2 separate regions of the Mus musculus genome follow, and region 1 is linked to region 2. A link is a contact called in public promoter capture Hi-C data. All regions are on one chromosome and are shown on one strand. Each heading gives the region's core, a stretch centred on a gene start, on an enhancer-like site or on the middle of the called end of the contact. The rest is flanking DNA. Distances are from core to core; before and after follow the strand shown.

The links. Promoter capture Hi-C pulls out the DNA fragments that hold promoters and counts their contacts.
Region 1: a contact with region 2 is called in a promoter capture Hi-C map of embryonic stem cells, with 2.6 times the contacts expected there. The contact joins the enhancer-like site here to the promoter of Tmem176a in region 2. A contact is called at or near these places in 5 of 39 promoter capture datasets (the 3T3-L1 cell line, cranial neural crest, embryonic stem cells and 2 more).

What each region holds. Positions count from the first base shown.
Region 1 is chr6:49,410,623-49,416,284 of GRCm38.p6, reverse strand. All of the region lies in intron 6 of Stk31 (serine threonine kinase 31), which reads right to left. Among named protein-coding and RNA genes, the nearest start is that of Stk31, 18 kb to the right of the region's middle. Within about 2 kb of position 3,059, at least 8 of the 459 cell types and tissues checked have an H3K27ac peak or open chromatin away from gene starts, as enhancers often do. A contact at or near this core is called in embryonic stem cells and stem cell-derived epiblast-like cells, where this site is marked.
Region 2 is chr6:48,837,783-48,843,835 of GRCm38.p6, reverse strand. Tmem176a (transmembrane protein 176A) reads right to left here and starts at 2,353. Exons shown (of 7, transcript NM_025326.4): 1 at 2,247-2,353; 2 at 1,435-1,632; 3 at 1,137-1,247; 4 at 1-51. The coding sequence starts at 1,629. Tmem176b (transmembrane protein 176B) reads left to right here and starts at 2,462. Exons shown (of 7, transcript NM_001164207.1): 1 at 2,462-2,840; 2 at 5,471-5,664. The coding sequence starts at 5,479.

The DNA.
Region 1 (5,662 bases), core at 1,810-4,309, 570 kb before region 2:
GTAATGCTGTTCTTTTGTTTGTTGGTTTTGTTTTGTTTTTCAAGACAGGGTTTCTTTGTGTAGCCCTGGCTTTCCTGGAACTTGCTCTGTAGAACAGGCTGGCCTTGAACTCTGCCTTGATACCTGCCTGTCTCTGCCTCCCTAGTGCTGGAATTAAAGGTGTGATTGCCAGCATGCCTGGCTGGGATGATGTCCTAAGGAGCTATCGTTTTAAAAAGAATTCTGGCACCTCTAAAAGGAATTCAACAAAACATAATTATTTTAAAGGCAAAGTCAGATACTTTGATTTTAAACTAAAACAAGAACAAAGAAGTAGAATCTCAAAACACAAAACAGATGCTACATTATGGCTCAGTGGGCTTGCTACCACATCGGGCAATCTAAATTTAATCTTCAGAAGCCACATGGTGAAAGGAGAAAAACAATTCTCACAAGTCCTCTGATTTCCACATATGCCATGCCACATGCTTCCCCATACATGTACATATACATATAGTAAATAAATGTTAAAGAATTTCAATTACAAAATACCAGGATCTTTTTTTAAATCACCAAATTTAAATTACAAAATGTGAAACACTAGGAAACATTTATTCAAATCTCCCTTAAACAGAACTTTAAGGAGGCCATTTATCAGCACCATCATATGAGAAACTAGCTACTTCCTAACTTTTCATTATTACCAACACACCACACTGAGAAAAGGTGTAATAAAATGTATTTGAGATTGGAAAGCATCTTAAGACTTCATTTTACCAGGAACTTTTACTGTTGAGAACCTTAATTCTTGTTAACAATAAACATGCTCTGCATGTCTTGGTCAAAGTATTGGCTTATAAGTTATTGGGTATGATTAAAAAGGTGTAACATTGGTAACAAGAAAGTTAGCTTAAAATTGGTAACTCAGGGTTAGAGTCATTTTAAACAATCACACGTGGCATAAACCAGCCCAGGAAACTAGACCTCTAAGGATACTTCTAAATTGGGATAATATTTTATGTAATTTTTATCCTAGAAAGTAGACTTATAAGAGATAAGATTTAAAACAATGTCTCTTTAATAAATCATTAAAATTTGCACTGTCATGCATTCATATGTACAAATTGGCAGCCAAATTTTGTAATGTGAAAGTGATGTTTCTGGTATTGATTTTTAAGAAAAATTGTTTAAAATTGGGTTTTGCTTTCCAAAAGTTATAGTTATATTCTAATATTGCAAAAGAAACTTTAAAATTCTGGAATCTGTCCTCACTGCAAGAGGAATAATCTTTGTTTGGGCCAGGACTCAGGCAGTATGCTCAGATTAAGAAATAATTACATTTGAATTAATGCAAAGCTCAGGGGAGCTTCAGAGAGGCTTGTGTGGCATTTCTTCTGTTTTGCAAACCCTGCCTAGGGAAGTTCTTGGGACCTCACCTCTCCTTGCCTCTGGGGAATATTATTTTTAAGCTAAAACATTATTACAGATCTATCCAGGTATTATTCAAAATAAAGTTTAAATTTTAGATTTATGAAAAGTCAATGAGGCTGTAGAGCTTATAGAGGCATTACAATCTGGCTTGCCTAGTACATATAGAATTATTATAGATTTGGAAGGTTGTTTTTTCCTTTGCATTGTAAAGGGTTTGCTACCAGTGAGCTTGTGATCATTGGAAAGTTTTGCCTCTAGGTATGGCTAGTAGCCTTATGTTATATAAGAAAAAAAATTTTTTTTCTGTCTCTACTTCAATATAAGAAGATAAGACTTTGAATCCTTCAGTGTATATTGTTTCTTAAATGGAATATATTACTTCAACTCTTTCCTCTCACACAATGAGCTTTAAAGTTCTGGAGAGTAGCTGATGAGCCAGAAAATATTCAAAGGCAATATCTTTTTAATATTTAGGGTCTTAGTTATCCTAGAAAGATTGTGGTACAGAAAATTTAAGAAAGAAAAGATGATTTGCTTACTTCAAATTATTTTCAAAAGCTTCCAGGAGATGTTAATTGGCTAAGACCTTACCTTAATGCCTTAAGGTGACTTAAGCCTTTGTTGGATGTTATCAACGGAGAGGCAAATTAACTGGTGAGAAACAAAAGGCTTTGCAGAAAGTAGAGGAAGCTTTTATAATTAATTGTTATCAATTTTAATCAATGGTAATCAAATATTAGCTGCTTATTTTAGTTATTGTTACTCAGTGTGCCCACAGCAATTCTTTGGCAAAAGAGAACATTAATGTAAAATCATCTTTCTTCATCTCCAAGTAAAGTTTTAACATCCTATTATGACATTGCTGTGGTGCTAATAAAGAATTGTAAGATAAAATCATGAAGGAATTTTAGAAAAACAACAACAACAACAACAAAAATGTGTCTTAAAAACCTGACGAGGCATCTGTTCTTTGTTCCAAACAGCAATTAAATTGGTTATTGCAGAATATTGATATTTGGCCTACTGCATAGACTTTCTAGGTAAAACTGATAATTATTATCCAAAAGATAAGTTGTTAAAGATTGCTTCTATGCATGCTTTTGTATTTTCTGTAAATTTATGCATGCATGCATCCCATAAAGACTACATCTACTGTATTTAAAAACAGCCCTTCTATGGGAGAAAAGTATATGTGATTGGATCACATGTTTATTCTTTTGAGTTTCCTCCTGCTTCAGCACAGATAATTAAATTGTGTGCTGTAGCCAGTGTTTTAAAATGTTGAAAAATCAAGCTTTAATTTATATACTAATAGTCTATATATACATATGTACATAACAACACCACAGAGCTGTGTTTGTGCAAATAAACACAAACAAGCTGCACATGCTCCCGAGGATGGATAAGAATAAGTTATTTGAAGACCACAATCCTAAGACATGCGTGGCCGCCAGCCACCATAATTCCCAGGCAGGACCATGGAGCATAAGTAAATTTTAAGTCCCAGTACAGCTAATTTTTATTATATAATTAGGGAGGAATTGTAGCCTCCCCCAGCCTTGAGCAGGCTGGCTCAGACCTGTTCCTCCTCTATGAACAAGACCACCTAGGGTGGAGTCTTCCAACCTAGATAGGTCTATTGTTCTGCCACCTCTGCCATTTTCTCCAAGATGCAGCTACCTGCTGAGATGCTGAACCTGTTCTCCTGACTCTATCCAGATGAAAGGAGATCCTGGTGTGATGGGGGATGGGATGGGTTCCCCCCACCCCACCCCCCACTTTATAAGCTCAGACTCTTAAGTAAATTTTGGGCTTTGATCAGTATCTTTGTCTTGGTCTCGTTATTTCTCTCACCATTTTCTCCCATGCAGCCCCAGCCTCCCTTTCAGGAACCCGGTTCAAGTAGCCTACAGTTATCTCTATCCAAAGTCTCCATAAATATCAAAAACTGGAAGTTCGTAGAGAAGAGGAAGGTACTATTAAGGGAACTAAGAATAGGGAGGCTATATTTGAACCCCAGTTCACTGGCCCAGATAGAACTCTGTTCACAGAGAAGTTAAGCAAAGGGACCTCAAGGCTAGTATCAAGCTTTAGTGTCTTTGCTGAGTCCTTTGGTGTAGCAAGATCTTTATAAAGTAAGAAAGGCTATGGCAGATGTCAGTAACTTAGACCAACATGTAAAGAGTATCTGAAAAATAAAAGAAGCTAAAGGAGAAATATTCTTTTAAGGTTAAGCAGAAAAAGAGGCCTGTCTAGGTTCTTCTAGGTGAAGTAGTATTTATGTTGAGCTAGGGTTGCTAAGGAAAAATCTGATAGAAAGGCATTGTGTGCTAAGGAGCATCTGCCTAAGGAGAAGACATCCTTGACAGAATACAGATGAAGCACACAAGCCTGTCCCAGGAGTGGGTGATCCCCCAGACCAAGGAGGGGACACAGCAAAAGATAAAGCTGGGGTGTAGACTGTTCGCCCAGCTAGAACTGCCCCGACAGCCAGGGATGGTGAATGGGAGGCTGGAGGCATGTGCCAACCCAGGGTCACTCTGACCTAGTGAGCCAGAGGTGCAGCGGGAAAGCAGGGCCACATTTACCTTTGGCCTTGAGTATGTCTGAGCCGACTAAGTCAAATCCACTGAGTTGATCAGGTGTGGAGAAATGAGGGAGGCTCCCAGAACAGGCTCCAGGTCATGTAAACATAATAGTTCAGAGAGAATCGCCAAGGATTACAGAGAACAAATTAAGTTAGCACCTCCTATCTATGCTTTGTACCTGACCTTGATCTTTGGAGGAAGCAAATTGATGGAACCTTTCCATGCTGTATTAGACCTTGCTCATTTCAACCTTAGTTATCATCTTAGTTGTGAACTTCTAGGCTCACCTGACACTTGCTGAGGATGGATGACAACTGACTTTCAGGTGTTTCACCAAGGTTATCTTTGGAACCCACTGATCTGTTATGAGATAGTAGTTCCGGAAGTTGCCTTGTCCTGCCCATTCACTGGAAAAGGTTTTGTTACATAGATAACATAATGCTTACCTGTATTTTGCAAATTTGTAAAGTCACTGGAGAAACAATCAGATATAGTATACTTCTACCTACCTTACAACCCTACTGGGGTGGGTTAATTAAAAAAAAAAAATCCAAAAGTTACCCTACATGGGTAAAAAAGGACATTCCAGAGACCATAAGGTTATTAAATAAAAACTCCAGTGCCAGGAGAAGTTTTTTCTAGATGGTTATGATGTGCCTGTTAAACTCTCATCTAAACACATGTATTTAGATGTATCAGCCTCAACTCATAACCCCTGAGAAAACTCCTGAGATCAAGTGATTGTTACTGTGACATGGTGACCTATAGTAGACATCTATAGTCAAACCTTTTAACGCTCAGGAATCATTGTTGAAGAGGGGACAAAGGAGTCAAAGGAAGGGATATAGTATTGTGTAATAGTTTCCATTCTGTAGGAATCTCCTTAAGCAAAAAGGTAAATAACTCAAAATAGCTTCAGGAAATCTCTGAAACTAACTAGATTCATCAGGCCCCTCCTTGCCTGAGTAAGCAATAAATGCTGAGAGTCCCTCTCAGAAGAGGAAGCTGAACTGTCAAGAAGACTCTGAGATGAGCTGCCACAAAGACTCAGACAAGCCAAACTACAAAAAAGACTCTCAGAGGAAAAAAGCTTTAAAAAACAGTCCTTGATACCAAAATAGCTCCTGAGGAAGCAAAATCCAGCCCAGCTCACTCAAAGAGGTTTAGACCAAAGGCACCTGGAAAGGATATTCTCTGAGAAAGCAGCTGAGCTGCCTGCAGGGTGTGCAGGGCACTCCAAGTTCCCAGCTTTGTGAGCTGTCACCCACACTGGGTAGGCTTTGGTAATCAAGCCTTTGAGCTTGGTGACTCATTTCTGCTCTTGTAAGTAACCTAATAAAACTCTTTGGTTCACCAAGTTTGGACTTTGGTGATATTCGCACTTTGGTCTGTCATGGGATCCCTCCCTATCTGTCGTGAATAGACGTGTGTGTGTCTCCCCAGAAAAGTTTTGTCACACAACAAACAAAAGGGGAAAAAAGTTTATTTGCCTTACAATTCCACATTGTATTCAACACTGTAGGGAAGTCACAGAAGCTGAAACAGCCAGCAATACCCACTTCCTTGCTTAAAAGTAGAGAGAAAGCCGGGTGTGGTGGCGCACACCTTTAATCCCAGCACTCAGGAGGCAGAGGCAGGAGGATTTCTGAGTTCGAGGCCAGCCT
Region 2 (6,053 bases), core at 1,104-3,603:
GGTACCACCCCGTTTCTTGTGAAGGAAGGCAACAGCTCCAGCCAGCATAGCCTAAGGAGTGATTGAACCAAAAGAATCAGTATAGGACAAGTGTCTGTTAATCCCCCGCCTCATTTCCTCTGTGTTTGCCATCTGTAGTGCCAGCCACATGGCCTAGAGCATTTCCTCTGCATCTCAGATGTTCTGCTATGTTCTGTTGTCTATGGTGGAGTAACTGTGTGGGACAATGAGCTTGGAGCACAGTTGTGAGGCTGTAGGGCACTGTTTTATTGACACCTAAGTGTACACGGTTGAGTCAGGTGGGAACCTTCCTATCCATCCCAACCACCTTCTTTTAAAGTCACACTAAATTCTTCAAGAACGTTCCAGGGACCAGAGATCTTGTAGGTCAGAGTCCCATACTGTTGGAAAAGCTGGGGATGCAGAATGTGACTTTAGGCAGCCTTGGGTCCAGACACTTGTCTTAGCAGCCGTTGGGTCCATCTAACTAGGATAGAAGAACGGGGAGTCTGACGCAGTTCGGTGGGCAGATGGGTCCTGATCCTATTTGATTATTCTATAACCAGTCCATATAATCCTGCCATTGGATGGATTAGCATGGTTACTTTAATCTCTCCTCTCAATACATATGTTTTGCTGTTCTGAAAGTGTGGGTCTATCAGAAAGTCCTTTGTACCTATGACATAACCAGCTCAACCTAACCAGCTGTCGTTAAATACAATAGCACTCTTCTGACAAAATTCATCCCTGGATCCCCATAGGATGAGCATAAGGAAGTAAGAGAGCCAGAAGACAATGCTTCCTGCCTGATGCACTCCGCTTTCCCTGTCTTGAGGCAGGCATTAGAGGTAGATAAGCCCTGAGAGCCTTAACTGTTGATGACTACTGATGGCAAGGAGCTTCTGTCAGCCTGCTGGGAGAAGCATGGGACAAGAGACAAAGCTGACCTGCAGCTGCACAGGCGACCATTTCATCATTTGTCATGTACACAAGCACCAGACTGGCTTACTTAATTCAGGTCTTGTTTGGCTACATACTCTGGGGTGCCACATCAATGGTGGTGGTGGAAGGGAAGCAAAGGGACCGCCATCCCTGTGCTCTCAGACAGCCCTGGACCTTCATGATGCCACACTCACCACGATCCCAGTCCAGAAGGGGGCGCCTTCGGAATACATGGCTAAATAATGGCCTATGTAGAGGGTTCCACCCAGAACCACACTCAGAGCCCCCAGCACAGTCTGCACCACCTGGAAGAGAGAGGACTTGAAACACAGCTCTCCAGCAGCAGGGCTACCTGTTAGCTGCAACTGTCTGTACACACAGACAAAATCAACTCAATGTCTTAGGAGGACAGATGTATAGAGGAGGCCAGAGGAAAATATGGCCCAAATGAGGGTCCCTCCCTGGGCCCATCAAGCACGTAGCTACTCTCACCCAGGAGGCCACCAGCACTCTGCTGCTGCCCTGGCTCTGGGTGGAAGCGGATGCTGGAATCCTTAGCAATGAGCATCCGGCCAGCAGAAGTTTGGCCAGAGCAGACTCCTGGTGGATGTGCACATCAATGTGGGTGGGTTGTGGAGCCTCAGGGTCCACCTTGCCGACGACTGCAGTCTCCATGTCTGTGGACATCGTCTGTGAGGGAGAAAAGGAAAAGCAGGAAGAAATATTTGGCAGATGTTTCAGAGGCGGCTTGGAGTTGGGGGCTAACAGAGACACAGAATGGCTGCCCCTGGCTGTGGAGCTGTATCTTCAGCTCTTTTGGAGGGTTGTCTGTCAGGGAAGCCTGATGCTGGAGTACCCGCTTCACCCCACATTTGCTTTGTGCCCCACTGCCATGGTCTTCAGGAGCCTGATGTTTGGATCAAGCAGAACGCACACAACCTATCTCTTCACCCAACCTCTGATTGGATCTCTTCTCCCCAGCATTTTCTGAATCCAGGTCAGAGGCCAAGCCCCTTAAACAGTGTCCCCCTCTAACTGCCCCATAAGCTTCTGTTGCAATTATCTCTTCCCTACCAGGGTCCCAGGGACCACCTCACCCAGACGCCACCATCTCCTTGGATGAACGACAAGCACTGACTGACCCTGTCCCCACAGAATTGAGTGGTAGAGATGGAGGCCATACCTGTCCCTGGAGGCACACCCCAGTGTGTCCACTCCCCTAGCAAGCTCGCAGGGCGTCAGACTGGATGGATCTGGATGGACTGGGAAACGAGCTATGCTAAAGTGATGGTGGGCTGTCTTACCTGATTCCTCTGGGACCGGGGAAGTGTGCAGCAGGGAAGGCCAGAGCTCACACAGAGGCGCTGGCAGTAGTTGAGAACTTCAGCCCTGGCAGGAGGAAGAACCTGGGTGGGAGCCAGAAGGGGAGGGGGAATGGGCAGACCTCAACACTTCCTGGCAGGCAGCTGGGACTGAGGGCCCCTTTAGGGGTTTTCCAGCAGGCAGCTCCTCACTGGGCACTGGAGAGCTGGAGAAGGTGGGCGAGGTAAGAGCTGGGGTTGGCACTGATTGTTCCTGTGGAATCCTTTGATTGCACAGTGCTCTCTCTCCCAGTCAGGGATAGAGCTTTCTGAGCAGGTGCTGGCCTGTGCCACCTTGGGTGTATGAGTGTATCTGTGTCACCTGTATCCCTGCTCCAGCAGGCCTGATCATCTACTCCTGATGGACCCCCCTCAAGTGGGGCCCTTTCCTGTCAGCTACTTGCTGGCAAACTGAGAGACTCCATGTCAGGCCCCATCCCTCCACCCCCTTCTTGCTCTCCTCTCTCTGGGGTCAGCTTTAAGCCAGCTCCTCCCAGACCTCTCAGTTCCAGCCCCACCCATCGCAGAGGACAGCAGGTGAGACAGGACCCTTCACGGCCCCTTGGTAGCCCCCTTTTGAAGCATAGGGTTCCTTCTTCTCTGGAAGAGTCTCCAAGTCTACTCCTCAAGCTCCATCTTGGCTCAGGATGCTTCTCCTTCCTTCTATCTCTGCTTTCCTGTAGGACTCTGGGGAGGGAGGGATGTGTTGGACAGAGGATGTGACTCTGGAAACAGGGCTGAGGCTGGGGAGGTCAGAGTCTGGCTTTACCTTCCATAGTTATCAGTGCCTCACGCCTGCGTTCTAAGAGCAGGGCCTTTGAGACCACGCAGAGGTGGGACAGCTGTGGGGACACGGGGTGTTCTTTTTCTTTGTTTCTGAACACTGGGAGGAGGGATATCAGAGAGCCACTATCTGGAGCGGTGCCAGAAGTGGTGAGAGGCTTCTTGGTGCCTAGGGCTTTAGTTCCTGCTCTGCAGAGGAAGCAGAGGGATTCTGGGTGGCCAGGGCAGGGATAGCACTGGGGGTCTAGAGGGGGCCAGCACCCAGACAACTGAGACTTTATTCCTGGAACCTCAAGGGAAGGTGTGAACCTGAGGCCTTCATTTGTGTTTCTCTTCGTCCCTCCTGAAAAGTTGTCAGACTCCTGTGCTTTCGGCTCTGAGGTGCACGGGTGAGTGGAAGGTGCTCCGTGGCGTGGGGGAGAACATGAAGGGATGCAAAGGGAAGTGACTGGAGTGGCCGTCAATATCCAGTCAGAACTGATGCTTAACCAGACTGCCCAGGAGAGCCACTGGGCAGAACTTCTTTTGGACAGAGGCAAGCCATCAGAGGGGCTAAATGGTTGTTATAAGCCCATAACAGGAGACAGTGGGAAGCTGTGTTAAGCTCTGTGCTGATTAGAATGGAGGCCACGCTGAGGAAGTAATCAGGCAGAATATGAAGACCTCATGGGCCTGCCTGAGGCCCTATGGAAACTCGGAACAGTGGTTTTATTCAGTGGGAGAAAAGTAATATATACCACAGACCACAGTAGAAACTGTTTTTCAGAAATTAATACCTGGACCAGCACCATAGGTCCTTGCCTCTGTATCTACCAAATTATGATATACAGTCCAAAGATCAACATCTTTTTTAAAATTACTGCATGTTTGTAATTTAAACATGCCTGTTCATGTGGGTGTGTGACTAGGGGTGCATATTGCCGGTCGTAATTTTCAGATATAAAAGAACTTCTATGAAAAAAATCAGGACATGTGAGGAGGAGGAACTCACAAAAGCATAAACTAAAAAATGCCTTTCAAAACAAATAGCCAGCCAGCCACTGAAACGGTGAGAGAACCAAGCTGGAGAGCCAGGGAAGAGGCTTTATGTGGGGAGAGTCCTGGGGAATCGTTATTTTTATTTTTCAGACAGGATCTCATTGTGTATACCTGGCTGACCCAGAACTTGCTATGTAGTCCAGGCTATCCTCCAACTCACAGAAATCTACCTGCCTCTGCCTCCAGGGTGTTGTGTTTAAAGGTGTGTGCCACCACACATGGAGGGAACTTTTTACAATACACACATTCCTATGCCTTGATTGTAGCTGTGTTTGGATGAAGATAGACATTTGTCAGACTTCAAGATAAGCATTGAAAATGGAGCAAGTGTTTGCATTAAATGAAAACCTACAATAGAATGTGATATCTCTTAGGTAAGAAAGCAGAAGTAGCTGGCACACTCCATGGAGGTTGGGGGAAAGCCGCTCCATTCTTGGATGAAACGCCTATGTGGTCATTGCTACCACATCTGCTGGGGGCGGGGGGGGGGGTGTCACTGACAACAGCCACTAAAATGCATTATTCTTTCCACCCTGGTTGTCATACAAAGGGGTTGGAAATAACCTGCGTGCCTGTCAATAGGATACTCTTTCAATATTATGACACACACACACACATAGGGGTACTATGCAGTCATACAAATGGAAGCTTTGGATAGACTGGTGTTTTGTGTGTCTCTGTGTGTGTGTGTAAACTCAGGTTCCTTTTCGTCCCACTGAGTGAGACCAAGCCAAGCTATGTTAGGCAGCCTTATGTTACTGTGAATAAAGCAACTTGAAGGAGGGTTGATTTATAGGTTTGTTGGCATGGATTGCTGTTTTTGATGTTTTGAGCTGAGATAAGGCCATTGCTCTGGGCCGCAGGCAAGGCAAACACAAAGGAAGAGGGACTGTGTCCTAGAGGCTGCTTGCCTCAAGGTGGTAAGGAAAGAAAGACAGAGGGAAGAGGGGAGAGAGAGGAGGGAGGAATGACTATGGGGGGTAGATGCTCTTCAAAGGCATACCGTATTGACTTACATCTTCCAGCCAGTCCCCACTTCCTAAGTCTCCACAATCCACCCCCACCAAAAGCACCTGCAGTCAAGCAAGCTGTGTGAGCCTGTGGGGAGCACCACCTAGGAGCACCGAACATTCAAACGATAGCATCCCATTAATCCTTTGGGGAGGGGGCCCAGGGCTGTGCCTGGTGAAAGGCTCTACAAGTGGTTTGGATCTTCAATCAGGGCCACTGTGACAAGGTATCTGCACTGCTCGGAAGATCCTCTTCACCCTGAGCCCCTGGCCACTCCTTACTCCACTTTACCTTCCCTAACTGTGCACTTCATCTGTCTCTGTTGCTTTCCCCAGCAGGAAAGATGGTCCAGAGCACAGTGACTGTGAATGGAGTCAAAGTGGCCTCCACACATCCCCAGTCCGCTCACATCAGCATCCACATCCACCAAAAATCTGCTTTGGAGCAGCTGCTGGGAGCTGTGGGCTCCCTGAAGAAGTTTCTCTCCTGGCCTCAGGCCAGAATCCACTATGGGCAGCTGTCTCTAGGGGTGAGAGTTCCTGAGGTGGCACAGAGGGTGGAGACTCCCATCTTGGATAGGATGCAGAGGAATGTGTTCTGAATCCTCAGGGAAGCACACAAGCTCATGGCTCCCCTTGCATTTGGGGCAAGGATTTGGGATTTTCTCTGCAGGGATTCGGATGGAAAGACATAACTATCTCTCTTTGGCGCAGAGAGGGCTGTGTCCGACAGAGAGTGGGTGACAGGAGAAGAGTTTCAGGGCTGTGAGATCAGGTCTTCCCCTGAGTTAGTTCATGGGGGCCAAAGGCTGCAGATGCAAGACAACACTAACCAAACCCTTCAAGGAGAGGCGGAGAGGACCCCTGAGCCTGGAAGTTCTCAGCATGACTAGAGTTAAAAGTAGATCCAGTGACATAA